Linked DNA regions of Mus musculus: regions 1, 2 and 3 are each linked to region 4. A link is a contact called in public Hi-C and promoter capture Hi-C data. All regions are on one chromosome and are shown on one strand. The core of a region is the stretch at or near the end of the contact, and the rest is flanking DNA. Distances in the headings are between cores, read along the strand shown. Region 1 holds the start of Topbp1 (topoisomerase (DNA) II binding protein 1). Region 2 holds the start of Anapc13 (anaphase promoting complex subunit 13). Region 3 holds the start of Ryk (receptor-like tyrosine kinase). Region 4 holds the start of Aste1 (asteroid homolog 1).

Region 1 (3,416 bases), core at 490-2,989, 2.1 Mb after region 4:
ACTGTGTAGTTTCTTGCTTATCACCTGATTAATACCGATTTCCTGTTCTATGTATGCTGAAAGAGGAGAGATATTTGCTTGTTCTGATCATTGGTGTACCCCAAGTATTATGCTAGAGGAAAACCTGTCAGATGACGGACACTCAATTGATGATTGCTAAGTGAGTGAACTTTAAAAAACAAAACAAACAAACAAACAAAAAAAAAACAGCTAACTTCTCAAACCTGAATATGCACTGGGACTTTTGTTTAAAATGCATATTCTAATTGTCAAATGTGGGTTGGGATCCCAAGGCTCTGCATTTCTAATAGATTCCCAAGCTACAAGGACATTACTAGGGTTTGTGAATGGCAAAGCTCAAAACTACTCCCATCATTCATTCATTCATGAATATGTGTGTGTGTGTGTGTGTGTGTGTGTGTGTGTGTGTGTGTGTGTATGAGAGACAGAGAGAGAGAGACAGAGAGAAAGAGAGAGAGCAAGCAATGAACCAAAACTATTGCATTGTGACTCCGTTTTTCAGTGCTTAAAGGATCAATGGGGTTAGTAAACAAAACAAGTCAGGAACTCTAAGTCAGAGGACTGGGAAGATGGCTCAGACACACACACAAACAGACACAGACCGGGCGGGGGTAGGGGATCAAACTGTAGGTTAACATCCAATTGTCACAATAGATTTCAATCCTCCCAAAAAATATAATGGTAAACTTGCATCAACTAAAAATTATATAGCAGTGATTTATCTGTATTAAGCATATGCTATAGCAAAATTTCATTAAAATTATCTACTTCTAAGACATAAAATCCAACAAAGCAAAAACATTTAAAACATGAAAATGAGCTCAAGTATCAAATAAGACATATCCATTAATTCTTACCTCAAGAGCTTTAAAAAAGCATTCTGAATTGTCCGAAGACTTTAAAAACTTCACAAGAAACGGCTCTTGGTCATTTCTGGACATAGCTGAACTGTGAGAATAAGGCAGTCAAGAAGAACAAAAGTCAGTCAGTCAATCAGGGAATTAAATGTACAAGTCAACTATTTTTGTAGGGTTTTTGGTTTTTTTTTTTTTTTTTTTTAGTTTTGAGACAAGCCCTGGCAGTCCTGGAATTCGCTCTGTAGACTAGGTCTGCCTGGCACTCAAGAGATGCTCGGCCTCTGCCTCACTCAAGCTGGCAAAAAAGGGAGTGTGCCACTACCGCCCGGCCTGCAAATCAACTATTTTCTTATGCAGACAAGAGTGCCTAAGACATAGCTATCTGGCTTGGTTCATCAATTCATTCAAGATGTTTACAAAGGGCCCCAGAAGGTGGGCAAAGTCGAAGAAGAAAAAAAAGGACACGGATCCTTGCAAACGTGAGAACAAAATGAACGTTCCTGATTGAATCCCCTGAGACCCTTGGTTTGGTCCTCAGTCACTCACTGTTCACTTGCATGGGGCTTAAGACGACGCAGGGCGCCGCTGCGGCTACGGGTACCCACAGCCCGCAAGATTTGCTCCTAAGTTAACGAACTCTGAACGCAAGCAGCCACCGTGCAAGGTCGTGCACGCTCGGCCCAGCTCCCAGGGAAAGGAGCGTCCAGGCCGCGGCTCCCCAGGGACCTGAGGCCCACCCGCCGGTTAGGAGAGGCGCGAAGGCCGCAAGAGGCGCCGGGCGGCCACGCCGGCCGGGAGGAGCCGAAGCTCGCTCACCTAGGTGGAGCCCGAGGGCCCACGGGCACCAAGTCGGGGGGCGCGCGGCCGGCAGGACGGCGGCTGGGGTCGGGCGCCAGCCCGGCGCGCAGCCCCCGCCCTCGGCGGCGCCCCCAACCCGAAGCTAACGCTGCAGAACCCGGAAGGGCCAAGACCGGGAACCGACTTTCGCGCCAACCGAGCGGACGCCACACCTCTTCCGGAGGAAGTGGCGTCATCGGGGCCCCCGCTCTGGGAAGCGGAGCGGTCGGAAGAGGGCGGTCCTTGGGCACGCTTTCCCGAGATGCTCTGGGGTCTGGGTTTGCGGCAACAGTTTCGGCTGCGGCGCAGCTCATCGTTCGTGGCGAGGGCCTGCGGGCGGCCGGACCGATCAGCCTTAAGTCCAGAACGTGCAGAAGTGGGGCGAGGGGGTCCAGTGGCGAGTTCTCCTGACGGTGCCGGGGCAGCGCATGAAGCTAATAGCGGCTTGTGGGTGGGAGGATGTTAAGAAAGTCAAGGTCTGACTCCCCAAAGTGGATGAACAATCAATCCTTACCAAAGCCAAAAACAGTAACGGAAAGAAGACTGGGTGATGAAAGGCACGCTAGATTATTGATTAGGTTATATTCACATTCAAGACTTTTAAAATATGTATTTCTAAGCCGAGCAGTGGTAGAGCACACCTTTAATCCCAGCACTTGGGAGGCAGAGGCAGGCGGATTTCTGAGTTGCCAGCCTGGTCTACAAAGTGAGTTCCAGGACAGCCAGGACTATATAGAGAAACCTGTCTTGAAACTCCACCCCCCCCCCCCCAAAAAAAAGTATTTCTAGATATCCTCTATCAGGTGTATAATTGGCAAAGATTTTCTCCCATCTGTATGCTTATTCATTTGATTAATTTTTCTTTGCTGTGCACAACCTTTTAACTTCACGCAATCCCATTTCATTTGTCCGTTGTTCGTATTATATCCTGAGCAACTAGGGCCCTATTCAGAAAGCCCTTGACTATTTTGGTTTCAGGATTTCAGTTCTGACATTAAGGTCTTTAATCCATTTGGAGTTGATATTTGTGTAACGCAAGAGAGATTAAGATCTAGTTTCCTTCTTTTATGTATGGCTATCCAATTTTCCCGGCACAGTTTATTACAGAAGTTGGTTTTTTTCTTTTCTGATGTGTACTTCCGGCATTTTGTGACAAAGAATCTTTACTTAGCCAAACCTGTAGTCTGACTACTGGTCGTTCTCCTTGTAAAAATCCAGTTAGATCCTGCCACCTTTGATAGCTCATGCCCTTTCTCATTTTTCACTGTCCCCAGGTAATATCTGACTATTCTGGCCTATCTACAGTAAGAAAACTCTTAGGTTCTAACCAAAACCCCATTCTTATGTTACCTCTTAAAAGTTGCTAAGGGTAGCCGGGGGCAGTGGTGGATCACGCCTTTAATCCCAGCACTCAGGAGGCAGAGACAGAGGCAGGCGGGATTTCTGAGTTCAAGACCAGCCTGGTCTACAAAGTGAGTTCCAGGACAGTCTGGGCTACACAGAGAAACCCTGTCTCGAAAAACAAACAAACAAACAAACAAACAAAAACAAAAAAAAGTTGCTAAGGGTAAATTATTGATAAAATGCTGAATTATTAGCCACCCCCAGCTTTATTTTATTTTATTTTATTTTTTGAGACAGAGTTTCTGCATAGCCTTGGCTGTCCTGGAACTCACTGTGTAGGACAGGTTGGCCTTGAAC
Region 2 (3,028 bases), core at 402-2,901, 2.8 Mb after region 4:
AGGAAAGGTCTTGTGAGGATTAGTACCAGTGGCTCTCTCAGGAACTGTTCTGTTTCCGAGAGAAGGGAGACTCATACAAGAAACAAACTGTGCTACGCGGCTATGTGCTTGCCTCCAACAGAATAAAGGCAAGCAAGCTAGCGCTATCTACCTAGTCTGTAGGAGGGAAAGGGCTTTTTACTTTAAAAAATTAAACAACCTGGGGCCTGGGAGGAGGTTCAGTGGAGTGAAGTGCTTGCTGTGCAAGCAAAAAGACCTGAATTCAGATTCCTGGCACCCGCAGAAAAAGCCTGGCACGATGGCACACTTGTGTTCTCTGGGAAGCTGCCAGGCCAGGCAGTTTAACTGAATCAGAAAGCTCCAGGTTTAAGATTCAAAGTAATAAAGGAAGACACTGATGTTGACCTCTGGCCTCTACACTCATCTACAACTCCACCTGTACGCAGAAATCTCCCCCACCACCACAACTTTCGTGTACGCGTATACACACACACACACACTGAAGCTCCCTCTGCCACGTTAAAACCAGGTGATAACTTAGCAGTTTTCCTCAGACATAACCAGACCCTAGCTAGTGGATAACGCAAAGCCAGCTGAAGGGCCACTTCTAATCACCCCTCAGGGTTTGACAAGCCTTTTGTTTTTGTAGCTGAGCCTTGGGCTGCATTTCACACCTTCTGGTGCTGACTTTCCCAGTCCCTATGGATTGCACCTTTTTCTAAAGTGCTCTGACTTTCTCTCCAGCTTTTCAGCAGGCTCTGTCCTTGAATGCTTTGCTGCTTGCCTCAAATGATCTATGAAACAAGTCAGGTCAGCTTTGTGACTGACTGGCAGGGTACTACTGTCTCCAGCGGTAATGTAAGGATACCCAGTCTTTCCACAAGTTCGCCTCAATACTTTGTAACATGACTCTCTTCTACATGCTTAGAAACTAGCACGCTTTTCACCCACCCCCGTCCCTCATCACTTATGCTTGGCCGTCCTTCCAAACACATCTATTTTCCTGGGTCAGGTGCTCGGGTGCTCACCCTTTACGTAAACAGAAAGTTCCCCCGCTCCGGATACCAGATAATATCAAACTCTCAGCTCTCAGATTGTTTCCTTTAGACCCCAGGCTGAGTGCAGTCCCAAGGGTCCATTCCTTCACCAGTCCCCTAGATCTCTGGGCACAATACGTGACAACAGGAGGAAAGCTTGTCACATTGCCCGGATATCTCTTTCTAGACATTAGATGCGTACGTCCTATGAGACATACACACCTTTCATGCACACAGCTTTGTAAATGTATTTCTAAGCTACGAGCACGGCGCCTACACTAAAATGGCCCTCGGAGGCCACCATCCTGGGACACTACAGTCACCCGCTGCAGCGACTTCCGGTTCGAGGGGTGGGAGGATACTACATGCGGAAGTGCAAGGGGGGAGGTCGAGCGTCGCCATGGGGGCTCCGTTCCACTCCGCACAGCGTGCAGTAAAGAAGTGGCTCTGAAGCTCGGTTGAAAGTACCGGCCCGCGCCTCTGGAAGCGGTAGACGCCGGAGTTCGAGGGCGAACGCTTGGCCACCCTCGGAAACCCGGGCCGCGGGCGCGAAAAACCCTTACCCACTGCGCGCGCGTCGGCTTCCTCCCGGCCCCGCCCTTCTTCTGGGTCACGTGACTCGCGGCGCTCTCAAGCCCCGGATGTGGGTGAGTCCAAGCGCTGCGGCAGGGGGCGGGACGGACAGCGATTTGTTGTGACTTGCGCGCATCCCCGGCCGGAGGAACGGCGGGCAGGCCCGGGGGCGCGCTCCGCCGGAGGCGCGCTCTGCCGGGGGCGCGCTCTGTAACCGACCGCATGCCCCAAAGACGGGCGAGCTGCGGCTAACTGTGGTGCGGTCTCGGCCCTGGCCACGGTGGTGCCGCTAGGCTCCAGGCCTCATGGCCCGCGGCCGCAGCTCGTTGCGGCCCACCTGCCGCGGGGCTTTCCAATGCCGGGTTGCGGCTGCCCGGTCGTCGCGCCCCTGGGTTCCTCCTCCTCCCTATGGGACTCTGGGCTGGCCGGCCAGGTGCTTCGGCCTGCGGGAGGGCGGGCTGCGGGCTGTGGGCTGCATGGCTCCCGGGAAGGGACCCGGCTGCTGCTGCTGCCGCCGGTGTAGGACCAGGCCTTAGCGTTAGCCGCCCAGCGGGAAGCCCGCAGGGTTCCTTGGTGATGTTAGTATGAGAGGTGCGGAAATGTGGCGGGAACCCCTGATGGCAGGGGAATTGCAGATGGCTTCACGCTTTCAAGTCAAGCATAGGAAACAAGATTGGTGGAGTGAAAGTTTGGAAAGGGGAATTCCACAACAGCGCTTTCACGCGGAGACACTTGACAGTGAATGGGCTTTTGTCCTTTACAAAATCGTGGAGTTAGTGCATTCTGATGTCAGACCTAGTTTTCATTTACAGACTGTAGACTTGTTGCCAAAAGTGCTCCCCATTCTCCCCAACTAGCGCTGGCTCTCCTTTGTAGCTATGATCTGGAACTTGCAGTGTAGACCAGGCTGGCCTCAAACTCAGAGATGGGCCTACCTATGTCTCCTAATTAAGGATCCGCGCCACCTCGCCTGGCTTTCTTGAGGCCAATTTAGAGTTTCAAAAATGTATTACTTTATTATAGCTCTTTGTACAACTCGAATATTTGTATTTTATATTTTGTATGTAAGTCAGAGATCAATGGCTATAGTTATCTTTAGCTTTTTACACTTTTTTTTTTTGTTTTGTTTTTCGAGACAGGGTTTCTCTGTGTAGCCCTGGCTGTTCTGGAACTCACTCTGTAGACCAGGCTGTCCTCGAACTCAGAAATCCGCCTGCCTCTGCCTCCCGAGTGCTGGGATTAAAGGCGTGCGCCACCACGCCCGGCTTTTACACTTATTCTTAAAGGCTGCAGCTTAACGATATGATGAAACGAATTATCTTATTTGGAATGCAGCGCCATTTTTAGGTTAATTTTTGTCCCGTGCTCTCTGTCTTTTACTGTGTCGTCCTCAGTGGTCAGTATAGTAAAGGAGGCTG
Region 3 (3,259 bases), core at 121-2,620, 2.6 Mb after region 4:
GAAGGTTAAATTAGGATGTTAGGAAAACACAGTTCTTTAGTTAAAGCCGATAAACCTACACATACAACTATGTCTAAACAGTCTGCTAAAAGCAGTTTTCATTCCGAGGCTAAACTCTCTCAACAGACCCTAAGAAACTCTTCTAACAGGCAGAAGGCTCTCTGTGAGCTTGAGGCCAACCTGGTCTACATAGTGGATTCCAAAACAGCCCAGGCTACATAAAGTCCCTGTCTGGAAAGGAAAAACAAAACAAAACAAACAAACAAACAAACAAACAAAAAAACCTCCTCTAATACACACATACGCATACACACGCGCGCGCACACCACACACACACACACACACACTTGGGGGAGGCATACTCGCTCACTAAAAAAGTGACACTTAATGGATATTTAGGGGGAGACCTTTCCAGTTCCAACACTTCACTCTAAAACACCCCGATAAAAAGTGAAGGGACTGCCTTAATGCACAAAAGACGGCAAAAGCTGGGTATCCCTAACTATCAGAGACTTCCTTTTGATGGCTGGCCAGGCCTTCCTTCAAGGGCTGATTTTCAGAATGCACAGAGTTCCAAGCGGAGGGCAGAGTCGGACTCCCCAAACAACGGGCTAAACAGGTAAACGGAACCACCGCCGACGGACCCCAAAGCCAAGTTCTCCTCTCGCTTCAGGGTCTGCAGAGTAGGCAAGTGGCCTGGAACGGCAGCATCAGGTCACACTCAAGGAACCCAAGGCAAACCCCGATGCTTGGGATCCGGTCGGCCCGAAGGTGTGCAGGATGCCACACAACTCAGGGCGCCCGGCTCACCTTGCCCCCCACTCGCTAACCAGAAAGCAAGCGCACGGCGGCGGCGTGGCCTGTGGGCCACCCACAGCAGGCTAAGGAGCGGCCACCCGTGTCCCGAGCGCCGACTCCGAGGCTCCGGAGCTCCGCGGCCTAGAGTGACACGCGCAGGGAGGCTGCAGAGAGGGAGAGAGAGAGAGAGAGCGCGGGCGGCGCAGCGGCAGCACCGCGGGCTCACGAGGCCCCGGGAGCCGCGCCACTCACCAAGCAGCCGGCGCACCTCGTCCTCGCTCAGGTAGAGGCTCACGCTGGGTCCCGCAGGAGCGGCGGCCAGGGCCGGGGACCGCGGGGCGGCGGCGGGCAGCATCGCCAGCAGCAGCAGCAGCAGCGGCGGCGGCGGGGCCCTCAGGCCGCCGCTCCCCGGGACGCCGCCCCGGCCCGCGCGCATGGCCGCCGCCGAGCAGGAGCGTCCGCCGCCCGCCGCGCCGCCGCGCACCCCGGCCCCGAGCGCCTCACAGCCCCGAGCCGGGGGCGGCCGGCCAGCTCATCGCGCCGCCGCTTCAGACCCGCCGCCCGGGAACGGGAGGGGGTGGGGGGGCGAGCTGCGGGCGGAGACGCGCGCGTGCGCGTGCCCGCCGTGCGCGAGGGCGCGCACGCATGTGCCGCCCGACCGAGAGCGCCTGGTTCTGGGGCGCGCGTGCACGGGAGAGCGTCTCAGACCTGAGGTCGGGGTGGGGGCCGCGCGTAGGGGTTGGTATAAATAACATTACGTTGTTTGCCAGGCTGAAACGCGCGAGGAATAAAGGAAATGAGTTAAAGAGACACAAACTAATCAAAAACAATAATGAAGTGCCCTGGCCAGGCGAAGGGCTCTAGGCTAATATAGCCAGTCCCCAGCCCAAGTCGTTGAGGCCTAGAGTCGGTTGGTCTCTTTATTCTTCCCCAGGTGCGCCCTGAGTCTTGGATGCTGTCTCAAAAGAAAAGAATGCTGTTTTATTTAGTGAGAAGGGACGGGTACGTAGAAATCTTCCCTTATCCCACCATCAGAGGTCAGCCTCTAGTTAGCATGTCTGTTCCCTAAAATTCACATGCCACACACTTTCCAGAAAGCAAAAACAAAAACAAAAAAAACTCATAAAACCTTAGTAAACTTTTTATTTTGTATTTTGGTTTACAGTTTGTTTGTTTGTTTGTTTGTTTTGAGACAGGGTCTCACTATGTAGCCCTGGCCCGCATGGAACTTGCTATGTAGACCAAGCTGGCCTTGAACTCACAGAGATCTGCCTGCCTCTGCTTCCCAAGTGCCAGGATTAAAGGCCTGTGCCACCCATGCCCAGCAAGCTTATTTTTACATGTGACGAACTTTTATTATCCTAGTTCTCCTTTACTGTAAATCAACCTGTATCTGGGCTTTTAACCTGTGGTCCATGCCAGCCCCCCCCTCCAAAACATGGAATGTATGTGAGTGTGTGCTTATGGCTGTACATGGCTGTCTGTGTGCATGGGTGCTTTCACATACTGGAGAGTGGTTTTTACATTTCATCCCTTGCTCTAGGAAGCCCTTGTCTCCCTAAACCGGTTAAGGATCTCTGATACATCCCAGAGACTCTGATGAAGAATTTGGGGAAGCCCCAGTCAAGCTTACTCCACAAGCCATCACTCAGGCTGGCTCCCAAGCATCCCTTCTCACTTCCTCCAGAACAGGGTCATCCCATCCCTGTGACCCGTTCACTGACCTTATGCCTCCCTCCTTGCCTGTGGAGAGCAGCTGCTTTCTGCCCGGCCTAGCTTCAAGCTCCCAGTTGCCCATCCACACGCAGGCCCTGAGAGATATTACCTGTATCCCCTGCCAGGGCAGGGAGAGAGACCGAAGAGGAGGATAGTTGGATCTTGATATTTTTCCCCCCTCTCTCCTGTAGTGAGAGGGATGGATTCCATTTGGAGACAAGCTGGCCTCAATTTGTCAAGCTTCAGTTCCCCAGCACAGAATACAGTGCCCTGCAGGAAGAGACCAGGAAGTGGGCATGAACTGAACAAAAGCATGCCATCAGTGAATGATGAAAAACACAAGTCACCTGTGGCCACAGCTACCTCGTAGGGAACCAGGGCCCTGCCAGGAAGGACTCTAGGAACCTATGCTGTGAACAGGGCTCTCTACTCAAGAAAACAAAGGGGGTGGGGGCGGAGCCGTCTTGAAAGCAAAGGTTTGCTGTCTACATTTTTTGCAGCAAGCTAATAATCTCCAAGAATGGAAGCTGAGTCTTCTAGAGGCTGGTTTACTTCCATATCTTTAGCCAGTGACATCTTGAGATACTATGATACAATATATCCCAAAGGTGTCAGTCAAGCGGGACTAAGCACTGGTATTTATCAATGGTGTGGCCTTGGGAAAATTAAACTCTCCTAGCCTCGGTTAAGCACCAGCGGTAAGGCCTGACTTGCAGGGCTTTTACAAGGATTTAATTGGAGAAGC
Region 4 (3,282 bases), core at 405-2,904:
GTGATTGGCAAGTGTCATAATGTCCCGATCTGCTTCTGAAAAGCTCTGTACGAAACATACCTCAAGCCTGATCAAAACCTGTATGAACACTTCTCGGATGAGTAAGGGGCACACATTCCCACCCCCACCAAGAGAAAGGGAACGGGCTGCTTGGATCTTCTCTTTTGCTCGATCCTTCAAAGTTGTCAGCTTTTTATCTGAAATGTCACATCCTCCATCTAATACAACATACGGACAAATATGACACACAAACAGTGATTCAAAGAATTTCTGTACAACATCTGCGAATAAATCATAGTCTCCTCCATACCTGAGCTCCAAGTCAGAATTGAAGCAAAGTCGGTGGAAGAGAGAATAGCCATCAATGATAAGTTTTGTGTTCCGCAATTTCAAATCAACGAAGAATTCATTACTATAATCTTCCACAAAGCTCATTAGTCCCCGAATACCCATGATGATCGACAGAAATCCCTGTTGAAACAAACAAAAAAAATCAATTGCTGGTCTTTTTGATGGCTATTCTTGGTTGTCAATCTGAGTATATCTAGAATCAATCAAGACCCAAACTGCAGGATACGCTGTTGAGGAACTTTGCTTGATTGGATTATTGGAGGTGGAAGACAGAACTTATATCTAGGCCACACCACCTCATGGCAGCCCATATAGAGATAAAGGAAGAAATCTGTTTTGTGAGGGTCAAGGCCAAAAGTCCTAAGCTATAAAAATGACAACCCAGCATAAGACACATAATGAGCCAATTTTTTTTTTCCTTATGGATAACTAGACCCTTGTTACAGGTCTTGAGTGTAGGGTACATTGGAGAGTAGTTTGAGCTAAGGAAAAACACAGCTTTATGCTTCTAGGATCCCAAGTATACAATTTCAACCTCAACTGGATTCTTACACCCCCTTACTAATGGCCTATCTGGCTAACAACTCATAGGATTAGTATTACTGGTTTCCCCCCTCGCCTCTGGCTTCAAATATCGCTTAGCACGATGCTATTGCCAGCCTTGCCCGTGTTTAAAATCGTGAAAGTTTTGCCAACCTTGGAATTTTTGCATTTTGATTTTTGTGGGGCTACCACATAAAAAAATGCATCCTCCTGAATTTTTTGCCTTTGGTATCAGCTTACATTATTGCACTTGATTTTTTATCTCACCTCAGATCCACCTCGGCCAACATCTCAACACTTTTTAATTCTGAATCGTCATGTCTTTCCCGGTTTGTCATGTGGTTTCTGCGAACTCACTGTAAACTAATGACTTGACCTTGAGCGAAGTAGCTCAAGGAATGCAAGCAAAGGGCAGGAAAAGGTAGGATCTAATTCCTCAACCACCAATCTTCCTACCTCAACCTGCTCCTGCCCTCCGGATCCGCCGGCTGCTTCCGCCCGACCGCCGGCTCACTTCACCAGCAGCAGCAGGTAGGATCCCGGGGAGAAACGGCAGACCCGCGGGTGCGTGGAAGACCGCGAGCGGAAACAGGAAGTGCTGCGAACGACGTCACTGGGAAGCCTGGCTCCGAGAAGCTGAGGGCTCTCCCTGGAGGAGAAAATGCTTTCGGGCCGGGTGGTGGGAACTTGGTGTGAGAGGTTGAGCCATTCCTCTCACACTTGCGGCCGCCTCCTCACCCTGCTCGCTTCGCCACGCCTCGAAGGGTCCGGCGCGCTTCCGTTGGATTGGACGCCGGAACGTCGACTTCCCAGCAGCCCCCGCGCCGTCTCCGTGGCGACGATGTTAAACAACCACGCCCTCCGAGGCAGCGAGCTCTAGGCTGACGGAGGCTTGGCCGGGCGCCGCAGGCTGGGGACCTGTAAAGGTAATGAAAGTGGATCTCTCGGGCAGCCGGGTCCCACAGCCCCTGGACCGCATTCCCCTTCGGGAGACTAAGCGCCCTGCTCCTCGATATACATTCACGCGCTCCGCGAAAAACTTAAGGTTTATTTGTTGAAGAGACAAGTTTTTTCGTTTTACCTCAGGGTTAGAGTTTACTTCTCAGGTCAGATTTAGTTAGCAGAACCTCAGGTCAAAACAGCTTCCTAGTTTTTTGGGTTTTTTGACATGGACATAAACCACTCAGTTCTTACCATCGGTAAACACTTGACTTTCTCTTTACCTGCCCCAGCGGGATGGGTACCCCAGGGATGGTTAGCACAAAGTGGGCGTCTCTCAGCTTTCTTCTAGTTCCTATTATGTTTTCTTTCCTTTACTTGTCTTTGGGTCACATTTGGTATGCTGGATCTTTCTTCGCTCTCCAAACGTTTGCTAACAACTGTATGTCAGCTGTTAGCTAGGCCCCAGGGATACAAGCATAACCTGTGTCCCTAGCACCCAAGTTCATCCTCTGCCCTAGGTTCAGATCCAGCCTGCAGTGTGTGTACATTCCATGGATACCAACTGAGATGAGGGCGACAGAGCTGATTCTGTGTGATGAGCCTGGAGAGGCTGCTCACACACTGCTGGGTTTATTACTCCATTACAAATAGAAGCTTTGGTCCTCCATCTTGAGTTCAGCTCTTTACTAAGTGGGGACTTTAATCGCCTCTCCACATTGAGAATTATTATTAGTGATCTGAAAGGCGACAGAGAGGCCATTTTTTTTTTTTGAACAGCCTAGTTTATCTAGAAATCACCACTTTTATGCCAGTCAAAGAAGCAAACAGAAGGTACCTTTTAGGACCTATTCTTTAGATTCTGCAGATTTTAGTAACGTTTCCTTGAGGAGAGGGGCATTGCTCTCACTGGGACTAGATCAAACCACAGATTAGTACATTATTTAAAGAAGACAAAATTACAAATAGGTTTTATGTTTTGCAGTTTTTTTTTTTCTGTTTGAGTGTCCTTGTAGGTTTTGTGGTAAATGTTGAGCCCACAGGTCAACACTATAACACTATTTTTTTCTCGTTGTTTTAGAATTGCTGAATATGAAAACCTAATGCCAAGGTGTACATAGTATTCAGCGTAAAGTCCTATTTTCATGTAGATTTTAAACAAAAGCACAGTTTTCAATAAAACATTCAACACTTTGATGGAATGGAGTAAGAGTGTGTTTTGTGGAATACTTTCTCATGGGACAGTTCTGCCATTCATAACATTTCATAGCTCCCTCAGGAACTGTGGCTTCACCTGTACTACACTTAGAGTCAGCTAGCTTTAAAACGCAGTCTTAGGTCTGAGGTGCATGTCCTTACTTCTAATCCAGGAGATAGCTCTGTACCCAGTGTGTACAATAGAAATGGAATCAGATCTTGCTTAAGATGGGGGGGGGGCACTGAATTGAT

What was found. Promoter capture Hi-C pulls out the DNA fragments that hold promoters and counts their contacts. A called contact is a pair of places that touch in the nucleus more often than the background predicts. Capture Hi-C pulls out chosen DNA fragments and counts their contacts.
Region 1: a contact with region 4 is called in a promoter capture Hi-C map of adipose tissue, with 4 times the contacts expected there. The contact joins the promoter of Topbp1 here to the promoter of Aste1 in region 4. A contact is called at or near these places in 2 of 39 promoter capture datasets (liver and pre-B cells), 2 of 484 Hi-C or Micro-C datasets (CD4 T cells and CD8 T cells) and 2 of 9 other capture datasets (adipose tissue and liver).
Region 2: a Hi-C map of regulatory T cells shows a contact between it and region 4, with 9 times the contacts expected there. The contact joins the promoter of Anapc13 here to the promoter of Aste1 in region 4. A contact is called at or near these places in 2 of 39 promoter capture datasets (liver and pre-B cells), 5 of 484 Hi-C or Micro-C datasets (CD4 T cells, CD8 T cells, pre-B cells and 1 more) and 1 of 115 datasets of contacts at active chromatin or transcription factors (thymic regulatory T cells).
Region 3: a contact with region 4 is called in a promoter capture Hi-C map of liver, with 4 times the contacts expected there. The contact joins the promoter of Ryk here to the promoter of Aste1 in region 4.

What each region holds. Positions count from the first base shown.
Region 1 is chr9:103,303,650-103,307,065 of GRCm38.p6, reverse strand. Topbp1 (topoisomerase (DNA) II binding protein 1) reads right to left here and starts at 1,739. Exons shown (of 28, transcript NM_176979.5): 1 at 1,695-1,739; 2 at 879-969. The coding sequence starts at 962.
Region 2 is chr9:102,624,919-102,627,946 of GRCm38.p6, reverse strand. Anapc13 (anaphase promoting complex subunit 13) reads right to left here and starts at 1,651. Exons shown (of 3, transcript NM_181394.3): 1 at 1,601-1,651. Cep63 (centrosomal protein 63) reads left to right here and starts at 1,823. Exons shown (of 17, transcript NM_001081122.1): 1 at 1,823-2,043. The coding sequence starts at 1,966.
Region 3 is chr9:102,833,031-102,836,289 of GRCm38.p6, reverse strand. Ryk (receptor-like tyrosine kinase) reads right to left here and starts at 1,370. Exons shown (of 15, transcript NM_013649.3): 1 at 1,051-1,370. The coding sequence starts at 1,234.
Region 4 is chr9:105,393,734-105,397,015 of GRCm38.p6, reverse strand. Aste1 (asteroid homolog 1) reads right to left here and starts at 1,654. Exons shown (of 5, transcript NM_025651.5): 1 at 1,351-1,654; 2 at 1-471. The coding sequence starts at 453. It overlaps Nek11 (NIMA (never in mitosis gene a)-related expressed kinase 11), which reads left to right and starts at 1,729. Exons shown (of 16, transcript NM_172461.3): 1 at 1,729-1,820.